Regions from separate parts of the Mus musculus genome. Here region 2 is linked to region 1. The links are chromatin contacts, called in public Hi-C maps. All regions are on one chromosome and are shown on one strand. The core of a region is the stretch at or near the end of the contact, and the rest is flanking DNA. Distances in the headings are between cores, read along the strand shown. Region 1 overlaps Ccdc171 (coiled-coil domain containing 171). Region 2 has its middle 44 kb from the start of Cntln.

What was found. A called contact is a pair of places that touch in the nucleus more often than the background predicts.
Region 2: a contact with region 1 is called in a Hi-C map of the N1E-115 cell line, with 20 times the contacts expected there. The contact joins two enhancer-like sites. A contact is called at or near these places in 2 of 39 promoter capture datasets (cranial neural crest and second pharyngeal arch cranial neural crest), 1 of 15 datasets of contacts at CTCF or cohesin (the NIH/3T3 cell line), 9 of 484 Hi-C or Micro-C datasets (the N1E-115 cell line, cerebellar granule neurons, cerebellum and 3 more) and 2 of 9 other capture datasets (embryonic tail and embryonic trunk).

Annotation. Positions count from the first base shown.
Region 1 is chr4:83,792,304-83,799,435 of GRCm38.p6, forward strand. It overlaps Ccdc171 (coiled-coil domain containing 171), which reads left to right. Exons shown (of 26, transcript NM_001355378.1): 24 at 2,897-3,028. Among named protein-coding and RNA genes, the nearest start is that of Gm42309, 46 kb to the right of the region's middle. Within about 2 kb of position 5,863, at least 12 of the 459 cell types and tissues checked have an H3K27ac peak or open chromatin away from gene starts, as enhancers often do. A contact at or near this core is called in the N1E-115 cell line, where this site is marked.
Region 2 is chr4:84,836,416-84,843,856 of GRCm38.p6, forward strand. No RefSeq gene overlaps it. Among named protein-coding and RNA genes, the nearest start is that of Cntln, 44 kb to the right of the region's middle. Within about 2 kb of position 1,861, at least 3 of the 459 cell types and tissues checked have an H3K27ac peak or open chromatin away from gene starts, as enhancers often do. A contact at or near this core is called in the N1E-115 cell line, where this site is marked.

The DNA.
Region 1 (7,132 bases), core at 4,613-7,112:
TAGTATCTCATTTGGGGGCTCAAATTTAATAAATTTTCTTTGATTCTGGGTGAGTTTTTAAACATCAAACAATGAATTGGCCAGGGTGCAGTAAAATATTTAGATCTATTGACTATGGTTCAGAAGGGTAGAAGGCAAAACACCAGTGGTTTGATGTTGATAAATTCTCAGTACCTTAATCCACATTAATGTTTTCTTTTATCTGAGCGATCACTGGTGACAGAAAAGGAAGGAGGAAGGTACACATACCCAAGAAAGTTACAGCTGGAAGCAGTGCTACTTGTAAAATATAGTTTACTTTGTGCAGTTGAGTTTTCATCCCAACAGAAGACTGGAAACTACTGTTAGAAATACAGCACACACCATGAATGAGATCTGCAGGGAGCACGAAGTGCCCACGCTTCTGTGAGACATTCCCGGCCATGTTTGCTGCACTTCCTCTCACGGTCACTGCCTAATAGGAAAACTCAGGACTAGCCTGCGAAGACAGGGACTTGTACTTACACCCATATATCAGCACGAACAATTTAAGATGTCTTTGTTTATGGGTGTTTGCTGGCTTAAGAAAAAAACCCTACAGTATATGACAATCCGTGAGATGTCTGTGTTTTACATCTAACTGATTTTGTATAGTAGTAAATATTTCCAATAGTTTTACAGGTTGCCCAAGTAGAATAGAAAAAGAGACAGTTTATTTATTTCGCTGACTAACTGAATGATTGACTGATTGATTGATCAACTGATTGAGCCAGGGTCTAGCTGTATAGTCCAGGTTGATCTTCAACTTGCTGTGTATCCCAGGCTGGCCTGGCACCTGTGACTTCATGCCTCAGCATGCGTGTGCTGGGATTACAGGGCTGAGTTACAGTGTTAGAGCTGGGATGTTCCATAGAACAAGACATATAAGTGGATTCATTTGACGGTTAGTCTTATTTTATATACTCAACACCATTCTTGATGTGTGCTTCTGTGCTTCTTCATAAAAACTCTGTCATGTGGCTGTTAGATTCTGTGTGTATGTGTGTGTATGATCTTTGTATGTTTGTGTGTGTGAAAGAGATCTCTGTGTGTTTGCATGTGCACATGTGTTTGCACAGGGGCCTAGAAGCCAGAGGGTGAAATTAGCATCTTCTTTTGCCCCCCCCCCAAAAAAAAAACCCCTGCACTTTCTGGGTTGGAATCTCTCACTGAACTCAGAGCTCTGGATTGGTTGAACTGAGTGGCCAGAGACTCCCAGGACTCCACCGTTCCCACCTCCAGCATGTGCCTAGTTTTGGAACAGGTGCTGGGGACCTAAACTCAGGCTCTTATGCTTGCATGGTTAGCTCTTTAATCACTGAGCCAAATCCCAAAACGGTGTAAGGTAGTTTTATAGTATTTGTTAAATATATGATAGCAAAAAAAAAAAAAAAAAAAAAAAAAAAAAAAGATTTAAAAACCTACCGAAACCCACGAAATGTTAGAAAATGTTTCTGTATAAAAATGGAGAGGAGCCTGGGGAAAAGAAGGTCCAGTGACAGGCCCAAAGTGGGATCCAGCTCAAGGGGAGGTCCCAAGGCCTGACACTATTACTGAGGCTATGGAGAGCTCACAAAAATAGATCTATCATGACTGGCCTCTGAAACACCCAACAAGCAGCTGAAAGAGAAATAGAGAAGCAGCTGACCCCTGTTGTTGAATTAGGGAGGACTTAAAGAATTTGAGGAGAAGGGCGATCCTGTAGGAAGACCAGCAGTCTTGATTAATCTGGAACCGATATGAGGCCCCCAACACACACACAGTAGAGGCCTGCCAGGTCTGTGTTCATTCAGAGATGAGGCACCTAACCCTCAAGAGACTGGAGGCCCCAGGGAGTTTAGAGGTTAGATGGGGTGGGGGTGGGGGCATCCATGTGGAGACAGGGTGTGGTGGGGAGGAGGTGTGGGATGTGGAACAGTTGGAAAGTGGGCGGGGAGGGGCGGGGAATGGAATATGGAGTGTAAAAAAAAGAATTACAAATAAAATTATATTAAAAAAAAAGTAAACTCTTCTTACTCAGCTGACTGATGAAAAGCGAGAACTTTATCTCAAATGCAAACCTGAGTACAGAATTCCTAAGACTAAGTGCTGGAGTTTCTTTGTATTTGCTGTGCGTGTGCTGATTTGTCCAGAAGGTGGCAGTGTGATATCAACTGCCCACAGGAGCTTGGAATTAGAACTCCGTCTGTACAAGCTTGTGTCCTTACCTTTCTGAATACTTAAACTCTAGTACAAATGCTACTGATTTTATTTCCGTTATCTTATTTAGAGGTTTTGTGACCAAGCCGGTTTCCATGAGTTTATTGCTCAGGCTTAAGTTTAATTAAGTCCTACAGTTTTGGAACACCGAGCAGGCCGAGCAAACCCTGTACTTGTGTATTTTGAAGTCCCCTTTTGTGTTGAGTGTATTTGTTCTTATTCCAGAGTCTGTGCTAGTGAAGTTTCTTTTCAAAACCCAGTCCCTAGTAACTATCATGTACAACATGCATGATCTAATGTCAGTTAAACACGCTTTTAAGAGAGTGATAATAGGGGATTGCAGCTTGCTTTTGATTTTGTGTCCCCCCCCACCCCCCCCATTTTCCGAGTGGAGCTGTGAAGGAATAATTCAAAGCGCCTTGATCAGAAGGCTTCTGTGCCTCGTCTCCCCTCTTCATTTCAAGCAGGAGGATGCTTTTTCTTCTTAACATTCTCCCCCAGCACTCTGAATTAGAGATTTATTTGCAACGAAAAATCAATTAGTCCTAAATTTATTCATGGATTTCAGGTCCAGCGATCAATGCAAGTCCACTCAGTGGGCTCAAGGGGACCCAGTTCATCCCAGTTAATGTGTCTGAAGGGGAATTACCATTGATGCTGTTTTTTTTCCCCCCTTTAGGTCAGAGATCAGATCTCACTGTCACGGACTGCAGCAACTAGGAATGACTTCACCCTGCAGCTACCCAAACTGCACCTGGAGACCTTTGCAATGGAGGGGCTCCAGGGTGGGCCAGAGGTGGTGGCATGCCAGGTTAGAGCCTAAATAACATTGCTTGCCACTGAAATGTGTAGAAAAATAAATTGTACTAACTGGGAGAGAATGGAAGCCTTGGAGTATTGTGAATAATTTAGATGAGATGCAAATAAATGCTTTCTATCACGTAGCATAAAAACACGTTTCTTCAAAGCCAGGACTAGCCAATTAAAATAATGCAGAAAAGCATTTTACAAAGAAAAGTATGTGTTTATGTCAAAGTCCAATATTAAAAGACCCACTTTCCTCTCAGTGGAAGCTGGTAAGACATTAGGCTGTTATCTTTTCAAGCCAAATCTATCTGTTGTGTTTGTTGTTTTAAAATAAGTCCCTTTACATATAGAGTTTTAAAGGAGATATCTGAAAAATTTTCACGTTAATTCCAAAAAAATCCACATTTTAATTTTAGAAAAACCTAAAGTCCAACTGTATTTTGTATTAAAGAGTCCTTTTACCTTTTAATACTTAAGTTTCATAGAGCATTGTACTACAGTGTGTAAACAGGGCCATTTCATTTTAAAGCTCAAAACATCAACTTATGAAACCTTGAATAACTTTAAGAGTAATTCAGGAAGTTATTTTCAGAAGGATTCATTTTCAAATGTTGTAGCTATCCTGTTCTAGCACGACTGCATTCTGTGATCATATTTTCTTAAAGTTCATATTACATTGTAAATTGGAAAATACAAAATTCAGCAAATACTTTATCTTTCTCTTAGTGCCCAAAGCCTCCATTTAAAAAAATCATCAGCACTATGGAATTACAGAAAGCCTGATTTCATAAAAGACTGTCCTCATTTAACAGTTCTCTCGATCGCCCAATATATTCAAAAGGAAATGTTTTTTTAAAAACTCGCTTTTAATATTTAATAGCTTAAAATAATCTTTTTCTTTCTTTAGTTTATGACCATGTGGAATCTTAATTTTGTATAAAATAAGTGTTAGTTCATGATCTGTATTAACTTTTCAATATTCTACACCCTAATTTATCCTGTTATTAGAGCCTCTGTTATGCTCTGCAAAAAATGTTTATAACTTTTTAAAAAAAATCTAGAATATATTTATATAACTAGGCATCAAACATTTTTATTTTCTTTTATAGGCTTTACCGTTATTTACACGATTAAATGTGTTTTAAATTTGATTATCAGTATTCATCAATTTATTACAGATATGAATACAATATGATTTGAGATTTTTCGAATAAGTGTAAAAGAATCCTTTATTTGGTGTCCTAGATTTGTTCTTCCAAGGGTTGCCTCTTATCAAAATTCACGAATAAAGATTTTCCCCAAACTAGATTTTGTTGGTTTAGAAGGAAACTTAGAATACTAATAATAGTAATAGTAATACTTTGGGGGATGAAAACATGAATTCTCTGTGGTTGTGAGCTAAGGACTAGCAAGAGAGACATGCCAGGGACTTTTGTTCAACTCTGCCAATGGTTGTATGTGTTGTCATATTCCTAAATGCTCAGGTGAGTTTTCTGAGGAGATCCATAGGGTGCATTGTAGCTTAGTAATAAACAGGTAGTTAGGAAAGTAGGAAACAATAAAATTGGTGCTGCTGCTGTGGCTGCTGCTGCCGCTGCTGCTGCAGCTGCTGCCGCCACTGCCCCAGCCGCTGCCGCTGATGGCAGCTTCCATTTCAGCGAACTTTCCATGTGCCAGCCCCTGTCAACTCACAGAGCTCTCTAATGGGACTGTCAAACAAGTGGCAGTATCTCCATTTTAAAATTGGAAAACAACACCCACAGCAGGTAATTCTCCTCAGATCAGAATCTAGTAGGTGGTAGAACAAATTTAAGTCTCAAAGTAGCTGACTGCAAAGCCGAAGTGGTCAGTCTGACACTGAGGAGTTAAACAGCCTATGTGACACTGAGAGGAGTAAAACCTTGGAAACTTATGTTTTCATACCACTTAGAAGATACTCATTAGACATCTGCGTGGGCCATAGTGTATGCTATATCATAGACAAATTCACAGATACGTTTTCCTGTTCAATCACCAAATAATATGAAAAATGTGCTTTCAACTTTGTACAGGATAATGTGTGTGCTCACTATAGCTCCATATTTTTAGGAATTTTATATTTAAAAAACTTATAATTGGCACATAGTGATTATGTATACTTCTGTAGTATAATATTTTCATGCATATATGCAATAAGTAGCAGTAAGTAATGATCGAATAAGGACAATGAGGAACATGCCATCACCTCAGACACTACTGCTTGTGTCGGGAACGTCAGAATCCTTTCTTCTAGTGATTTGGACATACATAGTGAAGGACTAGAAACTCCATCCACTGCCCCGTGCTACAGAACTTTGGCACCCACTCCTCTTAACTTCCCAGGTCTGGCAAAAATCACTATTCCCTCCCTACCGAAAGCATCTCATTTAACTGCCACACAGGAGTGAAAACATGTGGCTTTGGCTGGCTGTGCCTGACTTCCCTCACTGAACATAATGCCCTCCAGGTTCATCTGTGTTGCCAGGACATTAACCCTTTCTATTTATGAGTATTATTATTGACAGGATATTGCATTTTATTGGCTAACAATACTCTACCATGTATATAAACTATGCGGTTGATCCATTTATTTGTTGTGGAACCCTAGGTTGATTCTGTATCTTCACTTTTGTGAATAGTACTAGAAAAAAAAAAAAAAAAACTAGAGCGCAGGTATATTTTTGATGTACCAGTAGAAATGCTAGCTTTGTGCCCCGGTTTCTGTTTTACAAAGTGGAATGTAGCGGTTTTCCAGGCCTGTAACAGGAACGAAGGAGGCAGCGAACAGAGAGTGTGTGGCGGAAGCAGGCAGGGCCGGTGACGTCATCCCATCCCGCTGAAGCCCCGCGAGGGTGGGGGAGCAACAGGCGCTCCTTTCACTGCTATAAGGTGTTTATATGTTTCATTTCGAGGAATGGTTCCTTAGGATCCTTTCTTCATAGTTTCTTCTAGCGCTTTAAGTCCTTTACCAAGTACAGTCTGCCTTAACTTCCTGTTCACTTTTTATGTCAGGTGAGTTTTCCAGGGGGGTCATGGCCTCAGTGGAGCCTATGGCACGTTTAAGACCATGTTTTCATATTCCAATTAATAGCCTTTCAAGCTTTTACTGTAATGCTGAGAAAAATCAAACCCTACAGACCGAAGCTTTAACAGAAATGGCCAGCATGAATGCAGAGGACCCAGTGATGAAAACTTTCTGCTCAACTCTCTGAAGGCAATACCTGACCTTTATCGTCTTACACTCCCGAGGATGTCTTTAAGTAACTTTGATCTGTAATGCTGGCAATATCTAGCGAATATTGACAAGTGACCAATAAACATTTCACTCCGTTACCATTCAGTGATAAGAAGCAGACAGACACCAAACGCCAACTGTAGCTGACGTGTGATGAAGTGTTTGCTGTGTGCGGCACAGCCTCGCTGAATCTCTGCAGGGTCTGTGAGTGGCCAGCTCTCTGCTTCCGTCTTAGCGTGCTGCCCGCCAGCAATGGGTGCTGTTTTATGAGGGGCTAAAGTCCATCGAGAGGAAGGAAGATGTTAATAGACCAGACGTCTAATGAGCAGCATCACCAGGCCGCTCTGCTCTTAGTCATGCATGCTGTATACTTTCTGCAAAGCATTGTTCACGGGCTTGTGTGGGTTTGTACTTTAAGATGACAAAAAGAAAGAATTGAAGTAGGGTCTTCCTATAAAATGCAATTTCATTTGTGTAGAAAACACAGAGGAATAGAAATCCAGAAGAGGGCTAACTAAGTATGTTTCATGACTTTTCTATTTTGGTCCCTTCATCTCTAGAAAGAAGACGTTCCCAACTCGGTGTTAGTACGATGGCCGAGTAGGCTCACACTCCTGGGTGGTAACAGATAGTGTAACCGCGGAGAATTTGGCAGATGTCCACAAACAGGAACGCCCCAAGTGCTCAGGAACTTAGCCTTGCTGATGGCTGCCACCTGAGAGCTCAGAGCTCAGAGTCCAGGAAGCTCACAATACACTTGGGTGAAGGAATTCCAGACGCTTGCCAGGGTCACCAGGACTCGGCTTCTGTCACAGTTGTGCATGCTCCTAAATGACTTGGTTCTCATGTCTTATG
Region 2 (7,441 bases), core at 611-3,110, 1.0 Mb after region 1:
CTGTGACCATTTCCTACAGTTCCTCATGTTGTGGTGACCCCCACCCAGAAAAATATTTCTATTGCTACTTCGTAGCTATAATGTTGCTACGGTTAGGAATTATAATGCAAATCTCTGTGTTTTCTGGTGGTCTGATATGACCCTGTGAAAGGGCACCCAAAGGGGTCATGGCCCACAGGTTAAGAACCACAGTGATAGGTTATTCTAGTAAGAGAAGAAAGTCGCCACGAGGGAAGCCTATTTCCATTTCTGTCTATCTTAAGGTATATGGATACTTATCCCTGAACCAGAAACATGGCGTTAGTCATGCAGAGAGAAGGGATAGCACTGGAGCCCATGCTAACCACTGGCCGTGAGTGAGAAAGGACCAGAAGGAAGGCAGAAGGTTCTTCTGCAATAAGAGCACACAGAGGATGAAGATTGCAGTTGAGCAATATGCTTTCATGCAATGAAAATGAGAATTCACAAAGTACATGAATATCAAAACAATAAAATATTATTTATAACTCTCAGAACATTCCACAAAAGTTTCTTTTTAACCACAACAATTCAGTCCAGCTACTCTTTGTGCTGAGTATAGCCTTGGTAGAGATCAAATACAGTGTTATAATAATGAAAACAGTTTTTACCACTCAAATTATATCACATATGCTTTATTAAGGTTTCTGTTACCAGCTTCCAAGTTTGTCTCCCTGGCTGTCTCATATACAACTCAGGAGGGGAATCTCGGGTACTCCGACTCACCTGGGTATGCTAACCACTAGAGGGCAACATTGGCCACACACTTATTCTAAGGCTCTTGTGGAGGGCAGAGTAGCTATAGAATGGGCTTCTATACACATAATTAGGTTTTATTGAACAACCAGTGTGGATGGCAATATTGGGTTTTGTGATGTCCGTGTATATGATCACATACTAAAAAGGAGTGGTTGTAATAATACGTCCACTATGTTTGAACATCGTTTTGCAAATGGTCCTTGAATATCAATGACTAGACAATGCACCAATCTTACAATGATTACATCACAAATAGATTCAAATATGGCACTTGAAAACTGTCCAAATGGTAAGTAGAACTAACCAGGGAGTCTGTTCGGCACCTGAATCCTCGAAGGACAGACAAACCTGATTTTCTTTGTTTTACAGCATTTTACAAATTTTTATTATGAAAGGTCAATGATGTTTTTCTCCTATCATAGGAAAATCATCTCTAGTTCCTTACTAAAACACAATTATTATTAGAGGTACAAAGTGGAAAGTGGGTTCTTGTAGAACTATTCATCTTTCATCTGTAGGATTAAGATTATTTCTAATTCACAGAGAACATAATATTAACTGGTTAGTATGTTAAATATCTTCTGAATTCACTCAGGAATTTACAAAAGAGTTTATAATTTTGCTGACTGGCTTCTTCCATTTGCATAAAATGTATGTCACAAATATCAGCTAGTATTTATTTTTCATTTCCTAGAAACTTTAGAAACTCTGTAATGTTCTTGGTTTTTAACAAACAGCCGAAACAGTCTTGGAATATTAATATGACATCAGAAAAATCCAACCATTTAGATTAAGACAATATTTGGTTCATATGTTCTTTAAGCATCAAAGATAAGATGAGGAGCCGTGAAGACTGACAGCTTTCCAGTCGGGGTTGATTAAATTAAGCTCGTTTTGGTAACTAGGAAATGAAGAAACTAGACCACATCAAATAAATAGTCTCAGTTAAGGACAGTGCAGCGGTGACACTGGACAAATGTCAGATTAAGCAGATGCTGCCATCAGTCCATTTGTTGTCATGATTGTAATGTGGCAACTGGCTCCAGAGACAGAGGTATTCTGAAGGAGAGCTTCCTGGGATGGCACTTTTTGTTGACTCCATAAATGAGTATGAGTCATAGTGATGAGGGGATACTGGCTGCCACACCCACAACTGTCAAAGCAGAAACCAGGGGAGAAGAAACCACCAGAGTTTTATTTCTCTTTTGAAAAACAACAACACACACAAATTCCTTAAATTTCCCCTTAAATTTCTCAGGTCTTCTCTCTCTCTCTACTCTCTCTCTCTCTCTCTCTCTCTCTCTCAAAGGGAATTCGACTTCTACTTCAAACATATGTTACAGGCTTTTAAAATATATTTAGAATTTTATTTATGACACACATACCTTAGGTAGCTCAAGAGACCAAAATTCCATCAAGTAAAGAGGTGAACATTCATTACATGACTTCTTTATTTAATTATGAAATACAAAAGCCCATTAGTAGAATGGCCTGTTGGCCTGGAGAGAGGATGCTGGCCTGCCTGCCACGGGGTGGACCTGCAGGTTTCTCTCCTGCTCTAGCTTGCCAAGCTGGCAGGCTTTTGGAGAGCAGAATCAACCTCAAAAAGGAAAAGGAGAAAGATGTGGAATTCTGACCTCTTCGTTATCACCACACTATAAAATACACCCGTGCAAACCTTGCAAACAACAGCTATATGGGTGCCTTATTTTTATTTTATTTTTTTTAATTAGGTATTTTCTTCATTTACATTTCAAATTCTATCCCAAAAGTCCCCCAGCCCACCCTCCACTCCCCTCCCCCCACTCCCACTTCTTGGCCCTGGCATTCCCCTGTACTGGGGCATATAAAGTTTTCAAGACCAAGGGGCCTCTCTTCCCAATGATGGCCGAATAGGCTACCTTCTGCTACATATGCAGCTAGAGACACGAGCTCCGGGGTACTGGTTAGTTCATATTGTTGTTCCAACTATAGGGTTGCCGACCCCTTTAGCTCCTTGAGTACTTTCTCTAGCTCCTCCATTGGGGGCCCTGTGATCCATTAAACAGCTGACTGTGAGCATCCACTTCTGTGTTTGCCAGGCACTGGCATAGCCTCACAAGAGACAGCTATATCAGGGTCCTTTCAGCAAAATCTTGCTGATTCGTGCAATGGTGTCAGTGTTTGGAGGCTGATTATGGGATGGATATACGGGAGCCTTATAAAGTCTTTACTTATTGTTTGAATTTGAATAAAATATATTTTAGGAGAAATGTATGAAATTATAAACCTGAAATCTAGTCTGTGTTCTGCTACCAGCTGTGTGATAGGGCAGAAATCACATTAAATCACTTAAAATGCCTGTTTGTGGTGGTGATTACTAGCTTGGCCTAGCCATAGGAAGTTTCTGCAGATCAAGTAATTTGATGTTGGTGAACATTGCCACACACAGCAGAAAGCAGAGGTCCCTGTTCCAACACCCACGGTTGGTTTGGGTCCTTCCCAGAAATTACTTTCAAAGTCAGGCCTGATTGGCACAATGCACATTTCCTAGGAGTTCCCACCTACTGCTCACAAGTGTTTTGACTGCCAAAGAGCTCAAAAGGAAATGAACTCTGAAAATTTAAAATGAAGGTAAGTTATCTTGATTATCACTCTGTTAAATGATTAGCTTAAATCACTTGAAGGACGGTTCTTTCAGGTGTGCGTGATCGTGTTCATTTTATCGTTAGCAGCTTATTCCTCGGTTCAGCCTACCCATCCTGTCAGGGAAGGGTGAAGATGCAGTACTGCTTTTGCATGTGGGAAATGAAGAGGCACTTTGGCATTAGGGAAGGGTACGTGTCCAAGAGGCGAGAGGAACAAAGCCCAAGCTTAGTCCTCTGAAGCAAAACCTCACTACTCATTTTAGATAAGATTATTTATTTATGCACTTCCAAGGAAATATAGACCAGCAAGAGTAAAAATCCGTTGTTACCCAAACTTCAATTGCCCTAATGCTATTCCAAAATAGGAAAGAATTTGTAGCATCCAGATAATCTAGAGATATTTTGGCTGTTATGTGTTCAGTGAGTATTTACGGAATGTAGGCTGTGCCTGGGCCTGTTCTAGACCCAGTGATAGAAAAAAAAAGTCAAGATACTATCAAATGATGTCACTGTAGGGTGACCATCCTATAGATAACATGGAGGTAAACGGTCAGTGGTGGTGCTATATGCTACTAGTGGCATTCGATTAAAGAAACTGTGGGAAATGACAGTGAGGGTATTTGAGGAAAGGAAGCATCCGTCAAGGCTGAGATGTGGTGGGCCTGGGTGGGTGGGCCAGTTAGAACCCGTAGTCACTGCAGTTCTTGAGTTTCGTTACAGTAGATCATGGATGTCGCCGACTCATGGAATCCGTTGTAGCAAATCTTGTTTTGGAGTCTTTATGTAAACACCTAAGCACTCCATTCAATTATTAGTTGTCAGTTATTTTTTATTTTTTTTAGTAAAATTCTCTTCACACAGAATCCCTATTCTAATCACTTGTAATAGTCTCAGCCACAGTACCACATTACCTATCAAAGGTCTTTGATCAAACTCACAGGCAAACCTGCCTGTAACCAGAGCTGAGTTAGATAAGAACAGAATCATTCGCTTTCCTGTGCACAAGTTTCATATTTCTGCACACAAAGAAATAAGCATGTATTCTTCTATGCTGTCTAGAATATTGTTTGTTTGTTTGTTTGTTTTGTAAACTGGGACCTACCCCTAAAAAATACAAATGACATTTAGATCCAGTAATACGCATATCATATGATCTGACGTCCTTCTTTTTAAATGCTAGTTGTGACCTACCCAGTTGATTTTATGACACTCAGTTGATCTCCTTATGGGTTTCCATGCAGTTTGAAAATCCTTCTTTAGCATTTATAGTGCAATGTTGGACACAAATTTAGGGGTTAATTTAAAAAAAAAATAAACCCGCTTACTAATTGATTGCTTAATCAGAATGTTGCTTTCAGTTACACAGAAGGGAAAGCCTTTGAACTCAGAACCTAAATTGCTAAATAAAGGACGTCAGGAAAATTAAGGGGAGCAGGGCCATCTTTCTTAGGAATGTGACTCTTATTAGTCTAAGATCTAACCCTTGATGCCATTGGCATGGAGAAGAAACAAGGAACAAATAGTGACAGGTAGTGACACACCCGATCTCACAGCATCCTGGCTTAAAGTGTGTGTGTGAGAACAGAGTCAGACGTGAAGGAGCTGGGTGGGTATCACTCATTATTCTGGATCCTACACATCTGCTGGGTTTAGCGGCGTTAATAACCATGCCTGGAGCTCTGGGGTTATTATAAAGGAGAGTGCTTAGTTCTGAGGCAGTGGGCATGAGTGTGAGGCTGTGGCTGAAAATGGTGGATAATTTTGGAAGGCCTCACAGAGGAATAAGTTAGGAAGATAAATTGTCTTGGATGTTTCAGGCGAAGGGAGGGAGGCAGGATATTCTGTGGAACAGTGGTTTTTTAGCCTTCCTTAAGCTGTGACCCTTAAATGCAGTTCCTCGTTTTATGGTGACCCCCCATCATTAAATTATTTCATTGCTACTTTACAAATATAATTTTGCTACTGCTATAAATTGTGATGCAAGTATCTGATATACGATTCCCAAAGAGGTCTTGACCCACAGATTGGGAACCATAGAGTGACCAGCGGTAGTAAAATTTCCCTAGGGAGAGTGACAGGAAGACAGGATTCAGTGACTAAAATTTCCCTAGGGAGAGTGACAGGAAGACAGGATTCAGTGACTAAATGCAGGAGCCAAAACACCAAGCAAACAGCAGAAGATGATGTCTTATTTAATTAGATGATTTGAGATGATTGGAAAAAAGAATTCAGAAGTCCAGGGCATTAGACTTTAGAGCCTCAGTGTGACAGAATCATATATGGTGTCTCACAAAATTACTGATGCAACAGATTTAAGTTGGCTAGAATGAGACTTTTTGTCACAGGTATTAAAAATTGGCTCCATGCAGGCACCAGTCATGATGAATGTTAATCTATTAGATATAGGCAGTTTCTGATGGTATGGCAGGGACAGGAACTAGCCTTGTTTAGCCACATTATTAATGAGCTAGAAGAGGGATTCAGCAGATGATAAATAAGAAGGATTAGAAGAATAATGCTAACGGAAGGGTGAGAATACTTTTGATTTATATTCAGAAGATGACTATATTCATGCAGAGTTAATAAAACACAGTCAGCACCCAGGCAGGAGAGGCTGGAACGAGCCACGGACAAAAGAGGCGCAAGGTACAGATAGGCATAAAGTTAAATTCACCATAAAAAAGTATAACAGAACTTATTTTAATAAGTTACAAGTGAGGTGATTTTTCTAAAACAGTTCTATAATAATATAATAGACCCATGTGTCGCACAGCCCCTGGGAACTGTAGTGTATGTAACACAGAACACAGGTAATTGGTGAGAAATGCAGAATAACAATTGACAAAAAAAATCCAGTCAGCAAGTCTGCCTGGTAACGTCTCTGTCTTTTAAAATTCTTCTAAAAGGCATTTTATACCGTAATTGTGAAAGTCTTAAATTAAAATAAACTAATAAAATAAACTTGAATATTAATGCACACCTTCACCTTTCCTTGTGCATTTTAGTCAGCTGCATGGATCTGCTACGGCATCAGAAAGTAGGGGCCTTGTGAATATGTACAGGGGATATTGTTTTCTAAAGAAACTTGTCTCGTTTAAATTAATCTTAGGATGTAAGAGCCTTTTCTCATGTCTGCACTGTTTTTCTTGTTATGCATATCTTTTTCTGATTATAAAGTAGTGCTTATTATAAAGATGGTAAGATAAGAAGGCACAAATAAGTAATCTAAATTATTCATAATTCCATCATTTAGAAACCACAGAGTTAACCTTTTAGTGTTTATTTATCCAATCTATTTTCTGTGTTCATAGAAACAAAATAAAATTGGGAACACACTTCAAATATTGTTTTGTAAGCTTCTTTTTAATTTAATAACAAATGATGAAAAATCCCACGCTATTAAATTGTCTCCTATAGCATGATATTAATGGCTGCTCAGTGTTCTATCACACAAAATGCCATCTTTTGTTTAATAGCACTTTATTTTGCATAGGAGTTGTTATAATTTTAGCTATTCTAAATAACAACAATGAACATCACTTCATATAATCTTTTGCTCGCACGATCTATTATAATCTAGGTGTGAGTCCTAGGGGCAAAAGTGCTGGATTGAAGTATAATGCTTCCTTGTTTTTAATAGCAGCGAATATGTGCTCAGAATACTCCTTCTATAAAATTCACACCAAAGTATAAAGAGCCAGTTCACTGTTTTTGTTGGCTGCCTGGCTACTCATCCAGGGTATATGTATACACAGGTAGCAAAATAGTTGTATCCTATGTGTGTTTAGTGTCCACTCATTTCCTTAGTACTTCTAGTTTAATTAGTTAATTAAAAAATAAAAATTTTTAAAAAGAAAGAAAAGAAAAGAAAATTATTTATTATAGCTAACCCCTGAAGGCCACTTAATATTTTCACAGGGAAGAACAATATTTGAATAAGAAAAGCCTCTATTTGACATGCTTAAAACAAGCTGTGCATCTAATGTGGGGCCCTATCAAACACAAGAGAAGAGTGAGCCCCAGCAATGTGAAATCAG